3 separate regions of the Sus scrofa genome follow, and all the other regions are linked to region 3. A link is a contact called in public Hi-C data. All regions are on one chromosome and are shown on one strand. The core of a region is the stretch at or near the end of the contact, and the rest is flanking DNA. Distances in the headings are between cores, read along the strand shown.

Region 1 (2,700 bases), core at 181-2,680, 96 kb before region 3:
TAGGTCGAATCAGAGCTGCAACTGCTGGCCTACACCATAGCAACAGCAATGCAGAATCTAAGCTGCACCTGCTACCTACACCACAGCTCATGGCAACGCCAGATCCATAATCCGCTGAGGGAAGGCAGGGATCAACCCTCATTCTCATGGATACTATTCGGGTTCATAACTTGCTGAGCCACAATGGAAATTTCCTTTTTTAATCTTTTTTTTTTTTTTAGGGCCACACCCATGACATATAGAATTTCCCAGGCTAGGGGTCCATGCCACAGCCTCAGCAACGCCAGATCCAAGCTGCATCTGTGAACTATACCACAGCCCACAGCAACGCCAGATCCTTAAGCCACTGAGCGAGGCCAGGGATCAAACCTGCGTCCTCATGGATGCTAGTTAGATTCGTTTCCGCTAAGGCACCACGGGAACTCCCCTATTTTAATTTTTAATGGCTGCACTCACAGCATATGGAAGTTCCTCCCAGGGCAGCTGCAGCAACGCCAGATCCTTTATCCCATTGTGCCTGGCCTGGAGGCAAACCCGTACCTCCACAGCGACCTGAGCCGCTGCAGTGGCATTCTCAACCCACTGTGCCACAGTGGGAACTCCTCTCGCGCATTTATCAACACCTTCCTGTGGAATTCCAGGCCATTTGCCTTACCCTTCTGATCCTGCTTTTGACCCATTAGAACATGCTGAGAGGACAACACCTGAGCAACTGCTACTTGAAGAGTCAATGGGCTGGGGTGTAAAAGAAAACAGAGATGGCAGAGTCATAGGTCACACTGCCAAGGAGGGGATGAAGAGGGAATGGAGAAGCCTTAAGACCTGTCCTCTCCTAGGCTCTAAGCGAAGTTAAATCAACCTGCTGGAGAGAATGAATGACTCACGTCTGCACAGTGTAGCAGAATCAGAAGCTGACATTGCGCAGGCGCAGTGAGGAAGCAAAGATTGCCCGCCTGGCTGGCTATGCCGCCTCCTTTAGACAAGGGCCACGGGGAGACGTCAGTACCGTACTCCACTCAAAGAACCTCCTTCCTGTGCTCTCTCTTCCTCATGAAGTCCTCAGACCACTAGGAAAGGTCTCGGAACCCGCTTCTGAGGCCGTCGGGCCGACCCCTCGTTGCCAAACACCCAGGGCCGGGTCGAACCTGGAAAGCTGGTGGTGCCAGCCTCGGGAGAGAGGCCAAGACCGGAAGAGTCGCCAGGTCGCTCGGGAACGGCCCTCCTCGCTCCAGTTCTCACCTCTTTGTCCGCCGCCTTCTCCCCGATACCTAGCAGCGCGTACAGATCCATCTGTAAGAGCTCTTTGGTCACCGCCATGGTTCCAATCCTGACTGGATTAGTACTACAACTCCCAGGAGTCTAAGCGTGTCGGGACCGGGGACAGTTGGATCCCAAGCCAGCTGAATGGCGCTTAGCCCCCTGGGAAATGTCGTGATCTGGGCCAGCCAGGCTTGACTGCCTCTGAGAGAAGTTGGCAGGGGTGAAAGAACTACGACTCCCAGCAGCGTCCGCGCACGCCACTACTGCTCTCCCGCAGGGGTGACTGTCGTAATTCCTTGCTCCGAGGCCTTGGCTCTCGCGCGCAAGTGGGCGTGGGGAAGCAGGGGCGGGGCTGGGCGAAGGTCCTAGGGCTTCTGGACCTGACTCACAAGAAATCAACTCTGCAGACCCTGTTACGCCGGGAACCAGGATGGAGAGTAGGTGCTACGGCTGCGCTGTCAAGTTCACCATCTTCAAAAAGGAGGCGAGTCTTCTCTCCCCGGGGGTCTAGAGGGCCAAGGAGGACGCAGAGAGGAGGGAAATGCATAGGACTTGCATTCTTGGTTTTACGGAAAATTTCCACCTGTCTGATTTTGATGAAGCCACTCAGCTTCAGTTTCCGTTTCTGTAGAATGAAGTTAACACTCCGTTGGGGTTGATGCGAGGGTCCAGTGAGGTCCAGGAGGTGATAGTTCTTTGTAAACTGTGAAGCGAACCCCTGTCATTTTTGGAAAGCTAGGTTTTTCTGTCCACCAAGTGTAGGGTTCAGCTGTTTCCTTCTCTCTAGCCTACCCATCTGAAGCCTGGACTTTAGTTAATGCTCTGTGACTGACCTCTCCATCACACCATGCCCGTTTTTTTTCTCTGCTCTGAAACCTTCACCATCAAGCAGCCTTCCCTGCTTTCTTGAGTTAGATTACCACCTTATCTTCTGCCCCCAGGGCACCATGGCAGAATCTCACTTGTCCTCAGCACTGACCTGTCAAGTTCCTCTGGTAAACTGCAGGCTTTCTCTGCCTCCATTGCGACCAGATAGGATGAATGAATAGCAGGTGGTGAAGTAGATCCGTGTGGCCCTCAGAAACCTGGGTTTTGGAGTCAAAGTGATCAGAATTCAAATTTGAGCTCTGCTGTCATTCATGGGGTGAACTTGCTTTGGACAAGTCATGTAACTTTGCTGATCCCTTCCTATTATCCCAATAGAATAAGAATGGTGATCATCAGGATTAAGTAAGATAGTGTGTGTAAATTGTCAGAATTAAATTATGTGATGAACGTTGAGTACTGAGCTTAGAGCCTGGCACACAATAGGTGCTTAATAATGGAGGCTTTTGTTACCATCCCATCCTAGTCAAGCCGCCCTCCATCTCTGCTAGAGCAGAGAAGGCATGGACTCTGCACTTTATTGCTCCTTTGCTGAAGAGTCAGTGACCTGAAGCA
Region 2 (2,700 bases), core at 140-2,639, 120 kb after region 3:
TGTCCTAGGTCCCCAAGGCTCCTTCTCCTACCTCCAGCAGGTCTATCATCCTGGTCATCTGGGAGTAGATAAGGACCCTATGTCCTTGAGACTTGAGCCGAGTCAGCAGGACATCAAGGGCATACAGCTTCCCACTGTCAGTGATGAGGCTCTCCTTGCCTAGGGAGAAGAAAAGAGGGGAAGCGGGAAACTATTTAATTGAAGCAGCAAAATCACTCACTGCAAAGCTGTATGCAGCCAAAACTACTACAACCAGGATGCTTATCATCATGAGAGCAGGAAAGTACTCTAGGGAAGAATGCAAAATCATATCCAGTAGTGCTCTGGGAAGAAAAATCCTGAAAGAAGGATGTGTAGGTTCCCTCCCAACTGACAGTTTCCAGTCAGACAGCTGCTGCTAAGGCATCAGAAAGCTGTCCTGATTCACATTCTTATTCAAGAGATAGCAGATACATGTGGACATCTGAGAGTAATGTCTGTGCTGAAAGTGACCTGAGAAATGTGTTTTTTCTTTCTTCATCCTATCTCTAGATATCCATTTCTGCTAGTTCTGTGGCTAAATGGTTACCTCCGGAAGGCATGAGAATGCAAAGATATAAGGGCTCCTTCTTGTCTGTCTCTGGAGACACTTAAACACCAAGAAGTGAACTTAACAAAACAACAACAACAACAACAAATAAAACAACAAAAAAATCCCCAAAAAACAAAAACCAAAAAAACCCCCAAAACCAAAACTCCTTCTCTTAGATGATTTCAAATAGGTTGACTGGTAAATGTCATTAGTCATTAATAAAGACACTAGAACTTACTTAGCTTTTCAGCAAGACTGACTTGGGGTTTCTGTGAAATGGAAGCTGCTTTCACTCACTAACTTGTGCTTTCTCCTTCCTCTTCCCATTAAGGAAAAAAAAAAAAAAAAAAAGGCATTTCAGCCAGAGATCTTTAAAGAACACTTAACTCACAAATTTTCATCTTATCCATTCAGTATCATTCAACTCCCATCACATTTCAGGAAGTAGAGTTTCCTGTTTGCAGATTGGTCCATAAACATGCCCTGAACAATTGCTGCTATTAAGAGGAAGAGATGAAACTTAAGGGGCTGGGAGATGTAAGAGCACATTTGATATCAGACGCAAAGAGGGAGACGGAAAGGCTAGAGATATTACACAGACAACTAACCCCTAAAAGTAAAAAAAGAAACCATTAAGAAAAATATACCATCTACCCGTAGTTTCTGGGTTTGAACCCATAGTTTTTCCTCCAGACTATGGAAACTGACTGTTGAGAGCAATCCAAGAGTTTAACGGCCATTTCTCTGTTCTCGTCACTATCTGCCAAGTACACAATTAATTGTATAAACCGAACAAGAACGGATGTGCTGACAGCACCACAACAAATCATCAGCTACTCTGTTTTTGCTACAAAGCCACAGGTCCTGGATGTTTACTCCTCTGCACCGCAGCCTGCCTTTTCCCACCTTCGGAACGCTGCCAGGCCACATTTCTCCCTCTGCCACCCCCTCCCCTGACGCTATGGCACACACCTTTGTTCAGCCTCTTTGTTTGGTCCTGTTTAGATTTGAAATGCTCTCCTTTTTGTTGGTCTCCTACCGACACAATCAAATGACTGCAGCTGGGACAGAACCAATTGCTAAGCCCTTTTGCTGGCACCAGTCAAGGAGGCCTGTATAAATTCCCAGTCTGATCAGGCAGCAATGCTTTCATAACAACTTCAAGGGTTTCTTCTTGTCACAATTACCTTTCTCCTTTAATTGGGTTCCCTGGGGTCCTCCAATTCTGATAGCTCCTAAACATCCCCACAAAAGTACTAATCAGCATTAGACAATAAGTTGTTTTTTTTTCTTCATGAAAAGCACAGGAAGGTGAAAAAAAAAGACTCATATTTTTCAGTCACTGAGTGAGAGTGGGCAAGCTAAGCTCATCAGATTTCTGTAGCCTGCTTATCTACTCTCTCCATTTGCTCCCTCAATACAAATATTTAAGCATATACAAATCTGTCTTGTGCCTGAATTTTGAGAGGCTTCAATTCACCTCAAAATCATGATTCAATGGTTTTCACACATTCCTGCTTCCCACATCTACTTCTCTTTGCTAAGCAGAATAAACTGATGCTAGGATCAGGAAAACTCAAGAAATGAAGATGTATGTACAATTTGGGAGTTCCCACTGTAGCTCAGTGGAAACAAACCTGACTGGTATCCATGAGGATGCAGGTTCAATCCCTGGCCTCACGCAGTGGGTTAAGGATCCGGCATTGCTGTGAGCTGTGGTGCAGGTTGCAGACGCGGCTCATATCCCATGTTGCTGTGGCGTGGTGGAGGCCAGCAGCTGTAGCTCCCATTCAACACCTAGCCTGGGAATCTCCATATGCCGCAGGTGTGCCCCCTGCAGTCAAGATGTATGCACACTTAGAAGAGGAGAACTCTGATGTGCCTAAAAGCAGCAAGAAGTTGCACTAACACTGTTTTAGCTTATTATTGTGTAGGTGTGGTGGTGAAAGTGGATGGACTGGATATCTCTGGATGTCCCTAAAGGAAGTGAAGAAGATAGTGACTTCAGCAACAGCCTTAAAACACTTAAGCAGAAAAAAGAGGTTTCTTTCACTGCACACACTGGTACCTCCGGGCTGGCATCCATACACAATTTTTAAGCACTACCAAAGCTGCACTGGACAAGAGCA
Region 3 (2,700 bases), core at 41-2,540:
ACAAGATAAGCCACAGCATTTCTGAGAGAGAAGTTGTGGTCCAGGGAGTCTTCATGGAAGAGGTGGACTTGAGAGTGACTGTCAGATTAAAACCATATTTAGAGTTTACTGAGCACATGTTATTACAATGAGCTTTCACCTAGATCACCTCATTTACTCTTCAACACAGACCTAAGAGATAAGTATCATTATATCTATTTCTTTAGATGAGGAGACCAAAGCTAACAGCATCAAATATACACAGTGTCGGAGTTCCTGTTGTGGCGCAGTGGTTAACGAATCCGACTAGGAACCATGAGGTTGCGGGTTCGGTCCCTGCCCTTGCTCAGTGGGTTAATGATCTGGCGTTGCCGTGAGCTGTGGTGTAGGTTGCAGACGCAGCTCGGATCCCGAGTTGCTGTGGCTCTGGCGTAGGCCGGTGGCTACAGCTCCGATTCGACCCCTAGCCTGGGAACCTCCATATGCTGCGGGAGCGGCCCAAGAAATAGCAACAACAACAACAACAACAAAGACAAAAAGACCAAAAAAAAAAATATATATATATATATACACAGTGTCACAGCTAGTGAGTGGCTGGGCAGGAGTAAAGGCTGGTCTCTGGGAGTTCCTATCATGGCTCAGCAGAAATAAATCTGACTAGTATCCATGAGGACACAGGTTCAGCCCTGGCTTCAGTAGGTTAAGGGTCAGGCATAGCTGTGAACTGTGGTGTAGATCGCAGATGCGGCTCAGATCTGGTGTTGCTTTGGTTGTGGTTGAGGCATAGGCTGGCAGCTACAGCTCCGACTTGACCCCTAGCCTGAGAACCTCTATATGCCGTGAATGTGGCCCTAAAAAGATTAAAAAAAAAAAAAAAAAGGCTGGCCTCTGACTCTTACTTCAAAGACTGGCCTAACATTGAAGAAGGAGGATATGGGGGAAAACTGCTGTAATCAACCAACAGGGAGTATGAACTGAATCTGCAGCAGGCAAGCCCACTTAGGCCCCATCCCATATATCCCAGAGAGCAGTGGAACCAGGAGGGAGGCTCTGGGGACAGTGAGGAGGTGACTGGAAAGATTCTGAGTTCCTGAGACACCCCTTCTGTGCTAAACAGCTCCACGCAGGGAGGATACTTGCTCTGCAGCGTCCAGACCTGACCTAAGGATGCAGCTGTAGCCCTCTTCTCTTGCTTGCACTGGGGGCGTGAACAGTGTGTTTCACTATCCACTCTTCAGCGTTTGTTTGGATTTGAATATTGCCTCCTGGCTTCCTCCACTTCCTGGCCACGTGACCTTGGACAAATTGCTCCACCAGGTCGAATTTCAGTTTCTGCTTTTGTAATGTGGGGAAAGGAGCAGTGCCTACTTCTTAGCATTAGTGCGAGGGTAAGCTGAAATAACATTAAATATTAGAAACTTAGCATGGTGCTTGGCACATCGTCAGCACACTGTAAATGTACCTTTTCTGGTTATTTGACCTTTGTCTGGACCTATTTGTGTTTCCCTAATGCAGGTGATCTGAGATGGAGTTTTAAGTAAGGGCAGGGCAGTTCCCTGGCTGGGATTACTTTTCCCAGGCCAGAGACCTGCCTACCTCCCAGCTCGGCACCTTCCCTCCAGGGACCTAACCTGAGCGCAGCGCCCCTGGCGGCATAGACGGCGGGAGAAGCAAGACCCGGCCAGAGGGAAGTTATGTTTTACCGCAAATCAGACGGGCGGTGGGAGGGGCAGTCCAGGCCCAGAGAGCCTTCGGCAAGGGCTGGTGAGGGTTCACTCTCTAGGCCTGTCAGGGAAATTCAGCAAGTGTGGACTCTCCACACAATGCATGGTGCGCACCTGGGCTCTTTTGAGGGTAAAGGGGGCGCTCTTAGTCATAACTGGGGACTACCGATTAAAACCAGGAAAGGGTGACGCTGGTCAAGAGCCTTCCACTTTAGCAAGGTAGCAAAGTCAATGAGCCCCAGGAGAGAAAAGACTGCAGTATGGGTCGCCTAGGCAAATGGAAGAGAGAAACCCAGTGGCAGTAGCATCCGAACCTTCGCTGTTCTGCTGCTCTGGACTCCTCACCTACCTCCAAAGTCACTTGTCCCTCATTCCTGCCTGCTTTTCAGGTATTTGTTCCCTGCTCCTTCGTGCTGCCATAGCACTGTGACCACGTACCTGGCTACACGTCAGGAGCGAAGGGCATTTTTTATCTGTTCTGTTCTCTATGGTGCCGCCCCAGCCTGGAACAGTGTCTGACAGAGTGTGTGTCTGCTCACGTGAGAACGACTGAGCTTCGAACAAATCATCAATCGCTTTTCTGGTATTAATTATCTATTTACTGACCCATCGCCCCCGCTGGATTATGACCTTCAAGGACGGTGTTGTACTTACCTAAGTAACCCCAGCACCTAGCCCAAGGCCAGGCATAGAGTAAGGGCTCAACACCTTTTTGTTAAATGAGTGAATGGAAGCGGCCCACTACCTCTTAGCAGTGCTTCTTCGTCTTCTCTGTTGCTCCTCTTGTCTCCTCTGACACCAAGGAGCCACTACGGAGCAGGTTAGGTAGCACATGGCTTCCTGCGAGCCGGACCACCAGCTCTGCCACTTTCTGGAAGCCGGTGGGTCCCTGGATGTGGGAGAAGCCAGGAGTGTTTGCCTGTGCCTTGTGAAGGTAGGGTCAAGACGGCAATTAGATTGAGGAGGTTCTCCTGGGTAACTCGGACAACGGGCTGTT

Evidence for each region. A called contact is a pair of places that touch in the nucleus more often than the background predicts.
Region 1: a contact with region 3 is called in a Hi-C map of liver, with 4 times the contacts expected there. The contact joins the promoter of DNAJC17 here to the promoter of VPS18 in region 3. A contact is called at or near these places in 1 of 5 promoter capture datasets (liver), 4 of 47 Hi-C or Micro-C datasets (heart right ventricle, liver and skeletal muscle) and 1 of 2 datasets of contacts at active chromatin or transcription factors (alveolar macrophages).
Region 2: a Hi-C map of omental adipose tissue shows a contact between it and region 3, with 2.4 times the contacts expected there. The contact joins the enhancer-like site here to the promoter of VPS18 in region 3. A contact is called at or near these places in 1 of 5 promoter capture datasets (skeletal muscle), 17 of 47 Hi-C or Micro-C datasets (brain, embryonic fibroblasts, fetal heart ventricle and 9 more) and 2 of 2 datasets of contacts at active chromatin or transcription factors (alveolar macrophages and skeletal muscle).

The regions. Positions count from the first base shown.
Region 1 is chr1:130,515,455-130,518,154 of Sscrofa11.1, reverse strand. DNAJC17 (dnaJ homolog subfamily C member 17) reads right to left here and starts at 1,430. Exons shown (of 11, transcript XM_001929383.4): 1 at 1,240-1,430. The coding sequence starts at 1,317. It overlaps ZFYVE19 (abscission/NoCut checkpoint regulator), which reads left to right and starts at 212. Exons shown (of 12, transcript XM_001929402.5): 1 at 212-1,292; 2 at 1,668-1,744. The coding sequence starts at 1,691.
Region 2 is chr1:130,303,645-130,306,344 of Sscrofa11.1, reverse strand. INO80 (DNA helicase INO80) reads right to left here. Exons shown (of 36, transcript XM_003121588.5): 27 at 32-159. Among named protein-coding and RNA genes, the nearest start is that of CHAC1, 58 kb to the left of the region's middle. Within about 2 kb of position 1,389, at least 16 of the 83 cell types and tissues checked have an H3K27ac peak or open chromatin away from gene starts, as enhancers often do. A contact at or near this core is called in fetal skeletal muscle, liver and omental adipose tissue, where this site is marked.
Region 3 is chr1:130,419,057-130,421,756 of Sscrofa11.1, reverse strand. It overlaps VPS18 (vacuolar protein sorting-associated protein 18 homolog), which reads left to right and starts at 1,290. Exons shown (of 6, transcript XM_001929361.4): 1 at 1,290-1,367; 2 at 1,495-2,700. It overlaps LOC106509024 (a long non-coding RNA gene), which reads right to left and starts at 2,569. Exons shown (of 2, transcript XR_001306223.2): 1 at 2,449-2,569.